Regions from separate parts of the Mus musculus genome. Here region 1 is linked to region 2. The links are chromatin contacts, called in public Hi-C maps. All regions are on one chromosome and are shown on one strand. Each heading gives the region's core, a stretch centred on a gene start, on an enhancer-like site or on the middle of the called end of the contact. The rest is flanking DNA. Distances are from core to core; before and after follow the strand shown.

Region 1 (5,249 bases), core at 1,267-3,766, 120 kb before region 2:
AGAACCTGGGTGTGGTGGCCTGTCTGTAGCGTGTCTGTAACCTTACCATTGGAGGGAGGCAGAGACAGGAGGTAGATTCCTGGAGCCATTGTTCAGCCAGCTCTACCACTCAGGTCTGGGATCGGTGAGAGAAAACCCTGCCTCAAAAAGTAAAGTGGAGAACAGAAGAGAAGAGACCCAGTTCTACCTCTGTGTTTGTGTCTGTGTCTGTCTGTCTCTCTCTCTCTCACACACACACACACATACACACACACCCCATTTAGCGCTCTCTCTCTCTCTCCCCCCCCCTCTCTCTCTCTCTCACACACACACCACATTTAGCAATCATTGTTATTTTTCCTGAGGCTACTATAGCCAGCACTATAGCTGGAAAGTCATGTTCTTTCCCATATAGCTGCTACAGCAAGAGGGGATTTTTTACTTCAACCAGAAAGCAACAGGCTCTTGCCCGTCTCATATCTTAAATGTGCAATGATTCCTTTGCCATGCTTCTGTACAGGGCATCCTGCTGGCCCTTTTCTACTCTTATGGTACCTTCATTTCAGTCTTCTCTCTCTTCTTGAGGAAGAGCGCCAGATCGGAGAGGGAAGAATTCGGACCTTTGCCTCCCACCGTATCTGATTGCTTTCTTCAGATTGAGTCTCTCAATACTCAAATAATGCCAAGGAAAATGTGTGTATGAGGTGTTGTTGTTGTTGTTGTTGTTGGTGGTGGTGGTGGTGGTGGTGGTGGTGGTGGTACTGGAAGGGATGGAGGGTTGGAAGTAGGGTGGCCAGAGTGGTAGGTGTGAATGAAGGGGTGGGGCTGGAGAGGTGGGGAGGATGGGTGGGATTTGGGTCATCTGGCTTTTCCACAGCAGAGAAGTCCCATCATTCCTCTTTCTCAGGGTGGAGTAGTCTGCAGGGCTGGCAATTTGCATATTGAAGGATAACACAAGGTGTTCCTGTCACCATACAGACTGAGATGCAGCTGGTAGCTTTTCTTAACAGTAAATTAATTAATTTTGAAAATACAGTAGCAGCAGCACATAGTCTTTGTAAGATAGTCTGTCAGAGCGCACCCCACCCTGGCCCCCAACAAGTTTTATACTGTGGTCCTCACAGCAAGCCTGTGAGATTTATGTATAGTGGCAGCTCTATCTAGGTTTGAAATGTGGCCCTTTCAGGTCATCAAATTGTTTACACCAATGTTTGCAGGTAGAATTGATAATAGTGAAAAAAAAATCTTACATCCGTAGGAGTCTATTTTTAAAGTTATGAAAAACATTCTAATAATGGCTAGGCCTCTCATGGGTGCAAATGGCAAACCCACTTCATACTGGATTATACAAAACCTGCAACAGATTGGCTCAAGAACAGGAAAAGTCAGAAGTATCTGCCTTCGAGCAAGTCTGCCAGTGCTCAGACAGTGTCCACCCTGACCCCACTGGGTCTTACTCTCTGCTCTCTCTGTGTGGGCTTAGCTTCCAGGCCAAGCCTCTCCCCATGGAGACCTCAGAGGCTCTAGGTTCTCCAGGAGGACACTCGGACTAGGAGACAGGAGGCTGTTCTTTCCTGGAAGCTTCAGACCAGCTTCAGACACTTTGATGGAGTGATTGACACTTTATCATAGAATCTCCCCTTGACCAAACCCTATGCAGGTCTGGCCTTCTGGTCAACCCCAAATTGTTTAATTAGAATTGAATAATAAGAATCCTGCTAAGTCAGAATACACATCCTCCATGTCTAGTCAGTTTGCTAACCTTCCCAGCCCATGATTGACAAGCATCCTGTTCCATCAGAGAAGCCAAACTCTTTCTTATGCCTGGTGTTTCCTTTTAGTAAGTCTCCACTATTTCTTTGTTATTTAGTGCCACTTTTCCTGGTATTCAAAGTGGAGCCAAATCTTTCCCTATAGCCAAATCCACTAGCAATAGTAGTCCCTGTGCCTACCTAATAATGGTCCTGAGTACTGACTTATGATAATATCACAATCCTGACAGTTGCCATCCTGCATGCTATAACTTTGACTCATGAAAATTAAAATTCCCATTTTAAAAAACTATATGAAAGGTACCAAAAGCTGAATTCTGGGAGATTGACCATGTGCCATAGCAACAATAAAAATTGGCTTTTTGGAGGTATTTATATGGTAGTGTGTCCATGTACACATGTTTGGGGACAGAGCTTGGCACTGGTGTCTTCTTCTATCACCCTCCACCTAATTTTTGGATATAGCATCTTCTCAGGGAACCTAGACTCACAAATTTGACAAGCTGGCTAGTGGGCCCTGGAGATCCTTCTGTCTGCTTCCTAGAACTGGAGTCAGAGATGTATGTGGGCTGCTACATCTGGCTTTTATGTGGATACTAGCAATCTGAACTCAAGGCCTCCGGTTTGTGCAGCAAGTACTTTACCTATAGACCCACCTCTCCAGCCCCTACAACCTTATTCCTTAGAGAGCATTATTTGTGTACACTGCACTGCTGCCAATTGCCAACATTCCAGGTGCTACTAACGAATCAGAGCAATGTCTGTCTGAAGAAGCCAATGATGTCACCAACTGCTTTGAAAGTAATTATGGGCCCAATGGGAATATTGGGATGTCTTGGAGAACAATGGAGTCTTTCTCAGGAAACTAAAGTCCCAGAAACTCCCCCACAACCACCAAAGCCACCCCGAGCCAGGGCTTTCATGTTCTTGTCTTGGGAATTTGAAGAATGAAATTCTTAGACCACAGAGATTCAATTTTAGAAAAAAGCTTATTCTCAAATTATTTTTAATTCTAAAATAGTTTATTCTAGATCTAGGTGGCAACTTAAGAGGGAGAAGGAGAGGGGGTGTCCCAGGAAACAGGGTGCCATGAAGCTGGGGCCTTTTAGAGGACTTATGACATAAACTGGGGTGAAGCATGGGGAAGGACAAGTGGCCCAGCCAGGTGTCCAGGTGCCTCCTGCCAGTGTCAGCTGTAAGGTAACAGGAGCCTCTAGACAGGAGCTTATCTAGGAGATAACAGAGATTTCTCCTGGGTCCTGGCCTCCAGCAAGGACGTTCTAGGAACTGGTACGGCAGGTTCCTGCCTCATCTGAGCAGTCTCTACCTCCTGTTATCACCTCTGCCTTACTACTGGTCTTGTTTGTGACAACTCTGTGGCCTGTGTAGGAGTGAGAGGATGCGATGCAGTACGGATTGGTCAGTTCCCAGAACCACGTGGATGCATGCTGGGGAAAAGGAGGAGGGTTAATGGTAATGTCTTTTCCCTGTTGTACCTGGAATCACAGAACTGCAAAACAAAACAAAAACAAAAACAAAAACCCAGCAACACTGGGCAGAAATCCAGTATGAATGTGTTCTCCAAGGAGAGTTTTGCCCTAAAAGAAAGGGATAAGTAAATAAAAAGAAAGCAGCTATTTATCACAATGTAGTACTTTTAAAACACAGCGACTAAATCAGGCATGGTGCTGCATGCTGTCCATTCAAGCACCTGGGAGGCAGAGGCAGGCCAATCTCTGAGTCTGAGGCCACCCTTAGTCTACAAAGTGAGTTCCAGGACAGCCAGGACTGCACAGTATAGTGAGACCCTGTCTAAAAAAACAAAACAAAACAAAACAAAAACAAAAACCCAAAGCAACAAAACACATCCCCATAGTTAATGATCATGAATGTTAGCCAGTTTTCACAAATTACTCCATCGAGGTTTTTAGTTTACTTAAACAGTTCTAATTCATTTTATGTACTTTATTTGTGCAGATTTGTTTCTCTAAGAGTGCATTATCACAGCACTGACTTTGTGTGTACGTGTGAATAAAGATGTTGAGATGGACATCACACATGGCGGCACATACCTGCCATCCAAGCACGTGGGCAGTTTCAGCTTCAGGTCAAGGTCAGCCTGGGCTGCTTGAGACCCGATCTCACAAACAAACAAGAGATACTGAGATGCCCTCACTAAATGAAGATACGTCCTTTCCGTAGTCCTACATTTGTGAAAGATAGAAGTTTGCCAGATTGAGCTGGAGAGATGGCTCTGTAGAAGGTGCTTGCTGGCAAGCCTGGTGGCCTGACTTTGGTCCTCAGCATGTGTGGAGGCTGGAGGACAACTTTCTGGAGTCCTTTTCCTCTTTCCACTGAGTGAGCCAAGATATGCAACACTGTCCACCAAATAAATAAATGTAATAACAAAATTTTTTGGAGCCAGGAATTTTACGATGTCGACCTGGCTGAATTGGAACTCATTGTGCAAAGCAGGTTGGACTCCCACACAGGGCTTTGTCTTTCTCTGTTTCCTTGGTTCTGGGATAAAAACATGCACCACCATGGATGGCAAAGTAATAATAACAACAACAACAATGACAAGTACAAAAAACCTAACACATTAAAAAAGTTTGCCAGACCTTGCCATTTTGGGCAACTCTACCTGCAATAGTTATTTTGTTTAATATCACCAATATCATCATTTCATATAAAAATTACAAATCTAGGTACACATAAATATTATTGTGATATATATTTGTATACTTTAATTTTTTGGTGAGAGTTTTGGGTTTTCTTTAGATTTATTTATTTATTTAGTGTATATGATTACATTGTAGCTGTCCTCAAACACACCAGAAGAGGGCATCAGATCCCATTACAGATGGTTGTGAGCCTCCATGTGGTTGCTGGGAATTGAACTCAGGACCTCTGGAGGAGCTGTCAGTGCTCTTAACTGCTGAGCCATCTCTCCAGCCCTACTTTAATCTTTATATTATATTTTATTAATACAATTTGTACACTCATATACCCATACAACCATCAGAAAGTCTGAATGTTAGTACCTTGCGAAGAAACATATGTTACAGTGGAGTTTTATTCAGCCATAAAGAAGAATGAAAGTATGTCATCTGCAAGAAAGTGAATGGGACTGGAGGTCCTTGTGGTGAGCGAAATAATCTAACAGATACTTAGAAAGGTAAGTATTGCACACTTACCCTCATACACTGGCTCTAGATTTAATGTATCTGTGGTAGTTAGGCACAGGTATTTAGTGCTCTGTCACAGTTGGTGGCATTGTGTGTGGAGGTGTGGTGTCTTTGCTGTAGGGAGCACACCACTGAAGGTGAGCGGTGCGAGTTTGGAGTCTCATCCTGCATCCGATTCACTCTGCCTTGTGCTTGTGACTGGAAATAGGAACTCTCAGCTTCTTGCTCCAGCCTCCCGTTGCCGCTCTTACCCTAGCACCGTGGTATCTCCGTCTGAAACCACAAGCACAAATAAACTCTTCCTTCTATA
Region 2 (5,696 bases), core at 2,026-4,525:
GCCTGAGACACTTATAAATGTCCTTTATAAGTGCTTTATAAATGTTAAGTGAACAAATCAATAATTTTGTCGGCCCAGCACTTATCACCATACTAGGCAAGACAGGTATTTGTATTTAGTTCAGTGACTTATTTTTTATGGGCACTGGTGCTTATGGTTGTGGCTGCGTACCTGTGAACTTATGAAGTCAAGTTTAACAGTGTCAACAGGCCAGACAACCCCCTCCCCCGCCCCCCAGAGCTCCCAGGGACTGGACTACCAACCAAAGAATACACATGGAGGGACCCATGGCTCAGTTCGCATATGTGGCAGAGGATGGACTTGTTGGACATCAGTGGGAGGAGCAGCCCTTGGGCCTGAGGGTGCACAAATTCGGGAGTGGGTAGGTGGGTGGGGGAGCACCGTAGAGGCAGGAGGAGGGGGAGGGGATAGGGGGATTCTGAAAGGGAGACCTGGAAAGGGGCCACATTTGAAATGTAAATAAAGAAAATATCCAATAAAAAGACAAGAATGTCAGTGGAAAAAAATAAGTACCTATCTTTCATAATTAGAATTAATCAGAGATAGCTCCCTAGAACAGGTGGCCTTTGAAAGAGAAAAGGTGAGAAAAAAATTCTCACCTAGAGGAATGTAAAGGGCAAATGTAAAAATATCAACGTCTGTGCAGAAGTTAATCATGTTCTGAAGACATGGGGAAATCCTAGCTGAAATGTGCTATGTTCTCTCTTGGGCTTAGCTATTCAGGGGCTAGCTCTCTTCTCCTCGGACACTGAGATATAGCCAGGGAATGAGCTGCAGAGTTTGTTACTGGAGGTAATTAAAGTGCTGAATCCTTGCCTTCCTGATGCTGAAAAATAATCCTTCTACTTCAGTGAGTAAGATTCCTACCGAGGTTTCAATTCATAGGATTTAAGTTTTCATTTAATTTTTATATCAAAACATACTTAGAATACATTTCACAAGAATATTTGGTCTAGTTATTTTTGGCCCGCACTTTGGTAACTTACACTCCCATACAATGGCAACTCTGTTTTCTTTGCTCTACAGTTTCTTTGTGCACTATTCCTTGAAAATGGGCCTCATTTTCTAACTTCGCTGAAAAGGAAAAAAAAAAAAAGTTAATTTCAGCAACAGCTTTATATCTCTTTATAGATTTATAGCTTAGACTTTCATAAAAATATTTTGCTAAGAAGCATAGATGTGGACTTAGGTATTTGTTGAAAATTTTGTTAAAGAGGTGAAGACCCTTTTCTCAGATGTCTTACTAAACAAAGGGCAGGATAATCACTCAGAATGATTCTATGAAAGCGCTGTCAACGAGGACATTAACATTGAAGTGAAGTGAAGGATCTGAAGTATGAGCCTGCGTTACTTTATAGTCTAACTCGTCAATTGATTTAGAATCTGCACCTTTTTTTTTAGTCCGCAGCTCATCTATTAGTGGTTTATTATAGAGTGGCTTTTATGAAAATTTCGATTTAATCACAAGTCAGAAATATATGATTTAGTCATTCTATTTTACAGAAAGTGCTTTAAACTTTTTAATATAAGCTCAATATATACAGTAGGCTGATAAATTAATGAGATGGTTCACAGAAGTCATACATGAAAACCAGTGTGCTATTTTATTAGCTATAACTCTTATTTTTTTCAAGATTGGAGATAAATGTAAGCTTCATTTTGTAAGTCACATTATACATAATTTTAATATAATGAAAAAGTCCCTCTGTCTTAGATAGTCCAAAATTAACATTTGCAAGGCAATTTATAGTTTCCAAAGAGCTTCTCTCATCAATTATCTCAGAAAACTGAATAACGATGTGATTATTAAAGGTTAATTAAGCAAATACTTGTGAAGTAATTGGGAGGTAATCTATTTCTAATTTAACAGGTCATCAGGGGTATTTAGGAAATATTTTTTCTGGTTAATAACTCTAACCAAAACAAGATATTTAAATGGTTTCCCTAGTGGAAAACAATAAGCGAGTGTTTGCTCTTTTAAACCAATTGTTTCAAAGAGCCAGGGGAAGGGAGGGCTCCTAATTTCACTGTTTTAATGAGGTTTCTGAGCTCTTCATTCCCCACGTCAATCCATGCCTTATTTTGGAACTTTGGAATAAAATAAGATAAAATAGCAAGTGACTAGAGAAGGCATGGTGTGTGTTAGAAAAAGAAATGTCTTTTTTTGCTGGACACATCTTGGATATTGACTATACGCAGAAGGGCAAATAAAAATCCAACTCCTATCAACAACCCAACATGACTAAGTGAAGAACCAGGGTAGAACAGTATGGGCACTCTCGCCAGCAGACTACAGACTGTTTTCTCCTAACTTTGGGTAGCTCGATCCTCAGTAGTACCAGGAGGTTGAAAAACCAATTCCCGCGTGCTCCGCGTTTACTGTCGAGAGACACTTTGGATCTCAAGTACAAAACTGCAAAGTGACCATCCAGGGCCTAGGTAAAAGGCTGCAGTGACTGCAGAGAATTAGCCCCGGGGAGATTGAGTCACGGGGTTGGGTCCTGGCCTGGGCACGCGATGGAGTGGACTCCCCGCACCTTTGTCTGAGCCGGAGCCGAGTGTCTCAGTGGGGACGCGGGGCACCACGGTCCCGGCGGGTCGGGTACCGCCCGAGAGGAAGCCAGAGGTCGGCGCAGTGCGATCGGCCCCCTCCCACGGGAACCGCGCCAGGTCCCCAGCAAGAGCCGGGCGGCCTGCTATTGTTTTTGGCGAGCACATAAATCCGTGCGCCGACCCTCTGCGAACCCAGGTTTCCTCCCGGAGGCCATTCGGTTTCCTCTGAGGCCCTATATAGAGGCCCGGGGCAGAGAGGTGCGCGCAGGCTCGCGGCCTCCGTGAGCAGCTCCGGAGTCCGTGCGGCTCTGCCTCAGGTCTCCGTAGCCTTTGAAGCGGTCCGCGGAGGTGAGGGGAAATCTCTCCCGCGGGTTAGGAGCGGGAGGCGGGAGGCGAAGGAGGCGGATCGCTTCTCCGGGGTTTCCCTGACGCCAGCAGCAGCAGCAGAGCCCGGCGCGCGCGCCCCGCGCCCGTGCCCGTCTCCCGAGAGCCAGAGGGGGGAGGGGAGCGGGCCCGCCGCCTGCCCCTGCGCCAGCTCGGCTCCACCGCCGCGGCTGCCCGCGAAGCGACCGCCGGGATTGGAGCCCGGCAGGCCGCGGGGCGCGAAGAGGGTGCTCGTGGGGAGGGAGGCGCGCGTGCGCGGCTGTGAGCGTGCGCGGCACGGCGCGCTCCGGCGCCCGCCCCCCACCCCGCGGTCTCCGCCCCCCTCGCTCTACCGTGAGGAGCCCGAGTCGGCGGCGGGTGGCGGCGCCTGGAACCTGGAGAGACCGAGCCACCCCCCGGCTCTCGGCCGGAATGTACTGATTCTCCTCTGCTCTCCTCCCCGCCCCGCTGCAGGAGGGAGGCGCCCGGAGTCTTTCCCCCTGGGCGCGCGAGGGGGCCGCGCGGGCCGGGCCGGGCCGGGCTGGAGCCGAGCCCTGCGGCGCAGAGACCGGCTGAGGCGCGCTGAGGGAAGGGCGCGAGCGCTCCGCGGCGCTATCGCCGCCGCCGCCGCCGCCACTCGTGGGGTAGAGATGGCGGCGGAGCGCGAAGCCGGGCGACTCCTCTGCACCTCCTCCTCCCGGCGCTGCTGTCCGCCACCGCCGCTGCTGCTGTTGCTGCCGCTGCTGCTGCTGCTCGGACGCCCGGCGTCCGGCGCCGCGGCCACGAAGAGCGGCTCCCCGCCGCAGTCCGCAGGTAAGTCGGGCCGGGCCCGGGACGCCGTGGGGGCTGGGGCGCGGCACCGGCTCCCGTGGCCGCTGCGGTGGGTTTTTGTTGTTGTTTAGGATCCAGAGGGGAACGTGCGGGAACTTTTCCTCCTCGGCTCCCGTTGCTGGAGAGAAAAGGGTCTCGCGTGGTGGAAAGCGGAGCAGGCAGGAGGGGTTCCTACCGGGGGAGGGGCGCCTCCGGGATCCGGGCCGGAGCTCTGGGGTCCAGTTCTGCGCTTTGTACCGGGAGGCAGGTTCACCCCTCGCCTCTTTCCCCTCCCCCAGGCTCATCCCACTTGTAAGAGTGGGACATTCTTGTGCTCACACAAGCACCAGTAGAGGCCACTACACACCTCATTAGATAAACAATCGTACAGCCAATTCATTAATTTTCAGGAAGGGATGGAGGAGGGGGCTTGAATTCATTCTCTTCACCCTCCATCCCCCTCGGCCATGGGTTGCCCAGCTTCTGAAGTCCAGGGAAGCGCTGTCGGATCTCGAGGGACTCTTCGCTCAGTGATTGGAGCCTGGGTCTTCAGGAGAGGGGGTGCTAAGGGGCATACTAGCCCCTTCATGATCAGATCAGTGGTGTTGACTTAGCCTTGTGGACGCCTTGGAGAGCGGCTCCAAGTGATTCTGTGAAGTAGTGCCTCTTTACTAGGGATTTAACTATATTTCTATGTAACCCACTCTCAACTTCTGAAAAATTTCAGACATCGGATTTTTAAGGATTTGTCTAATTGTCTCTATGTGACTATATATGTATATGTGTGTGTATACACACACACACACACACATACACATATATACACATATATGTGTATATATATTCAGCATCTTTTTTTTTTCTGTGTGTTTCATGCATTCCTGGAGTCACCAGCATTCTTACATATTTAAGGGTGCCAATTGACACATCGCCAAGCCTCTGATAGTTGAGCAGGGTTCACTCGGCTCTTGAAGAGCAAATTGACATGTGCTTTGCTAACCTCGTTTACCTAAGGTGGTGTGCCATATAACTTGAAGAAACTTTCACTCACTTTGTGGAGATTTAGATTTTTAATACGAAGGTCACCTGATCAGACACAATGGCAACTTGTAATTGCTAAACCAAAAACGTGTTTCCCTCTGATTGTTATGAAATCATTAAAATCACTTCGAAATGTGATTTGCTGATAAAGTTTGTTATTTTGCATTTTGTGTGTATGTGTATAGAGCTCACAACTTGCCAGTGTTAACAGTTTTAAACCCACACTAGTATATATTATTTAAGCTGCTAAACAGGAGTGTTAATGTTAAGTTAGGATCACTGATGTGATAGGCATTTGCACATTTATCTTGTACAAAGTTTGGGGCACAGTTTTCAGACCTTCAGTGTAAGTACCTGAATAGTTTCTTTTCATGGGAATGGGAAAGAGAAATGTATAAATTTTGGAAAACAAGTTCCTCTTTTTTTTTTAAATTTCTTATGAAAATTTATATACAGCTGATTGTATGTGTATTTGAGGTCATAGCTGGAGTTTGTGTTTAAAGTTTTGGCAGAGACTTTTTAAAGTTAACAAAAGCTTAAACAATGCTAGAATTTAGAAATTTGTTTTACATTTTATTATTCTGTCTGTCTGTCTGTCTGTCATGCGTGTGTGTTTGTGCCTGTGCCATGGCATGCTGTGTGCTAGTCAGAGGACATCTTCGGAGGAGTCACTACTCTTTCCAGCATGCAGGTCCTGGGGAGTGAACTCAGCTCCTCAGGCTTGGAGGCCCATTAAAGCAGTCACTTAGAAAGGGATCTTAACGTCTGCTTTAGCATGAATTCAATCAGTGAGGTTTTATTTTGCAATGATGAGATGGGAGACATTTGCTCTCTGCCTTTATGGAGTTGGCAGTCCAGCATGTAGGTAGGGACCATAGCTGCTCAGCTAGAATTACATAGTTAAGTGA

Evidence for each region. A called contact is a pair of places that touch in the nucleus more often than the background predicts.
Region 1: a contact with region 2 is called in a Hi-C map of Sertoli cells, with 2.1 times the contacts expected there. The contact joins the enhancer-like site here to the promoter of Neo1 in region 2. A contact is called at or near these places in 8 of 39 promoter capture datasets (the 3T3-L1 cell line, 3T3-L1-derived adipocytes, the C10 cell line and 5 more), 3 of 484 Hi-C or Micro-C datasets (Sertoli cells, cumulus cells and nephron progenitors) and 16 of 115 datasets of contacts at active chromatin or transcription factors (astrocytes, cardiomyocytes, craniofacial prominence and 11 more).

What each region holds. Positions count from the first base shown.
Region 1 is chr9:59,155,673-59,160,921 of GRCm38.p6, reverse strand. No RefSeq gene overlaps it. Among named protein-coding and RNA genes, the nearest start is that of Gm33053, 77 kb to the left of the region's middle. Within about 2 kb of position 2,516, at least 8 of the 459 cell types and tissues checked have an H3K27ac peak or open chromatin away from gene starts, as enhancers often do. A contact at or near this core is called in Sertoli cells, where this site is marked.
Region 2 is chr9:59,034,020-59,039,715 of GRCm38.p6, reverse strand. It overlaps Neo1 (neogenin), which reads left to right and starts at 3,275. Exons shown (of 28, transcript NM_001042752.1): 1 at 3,275-3,750. The coding sequence starts at 3,588.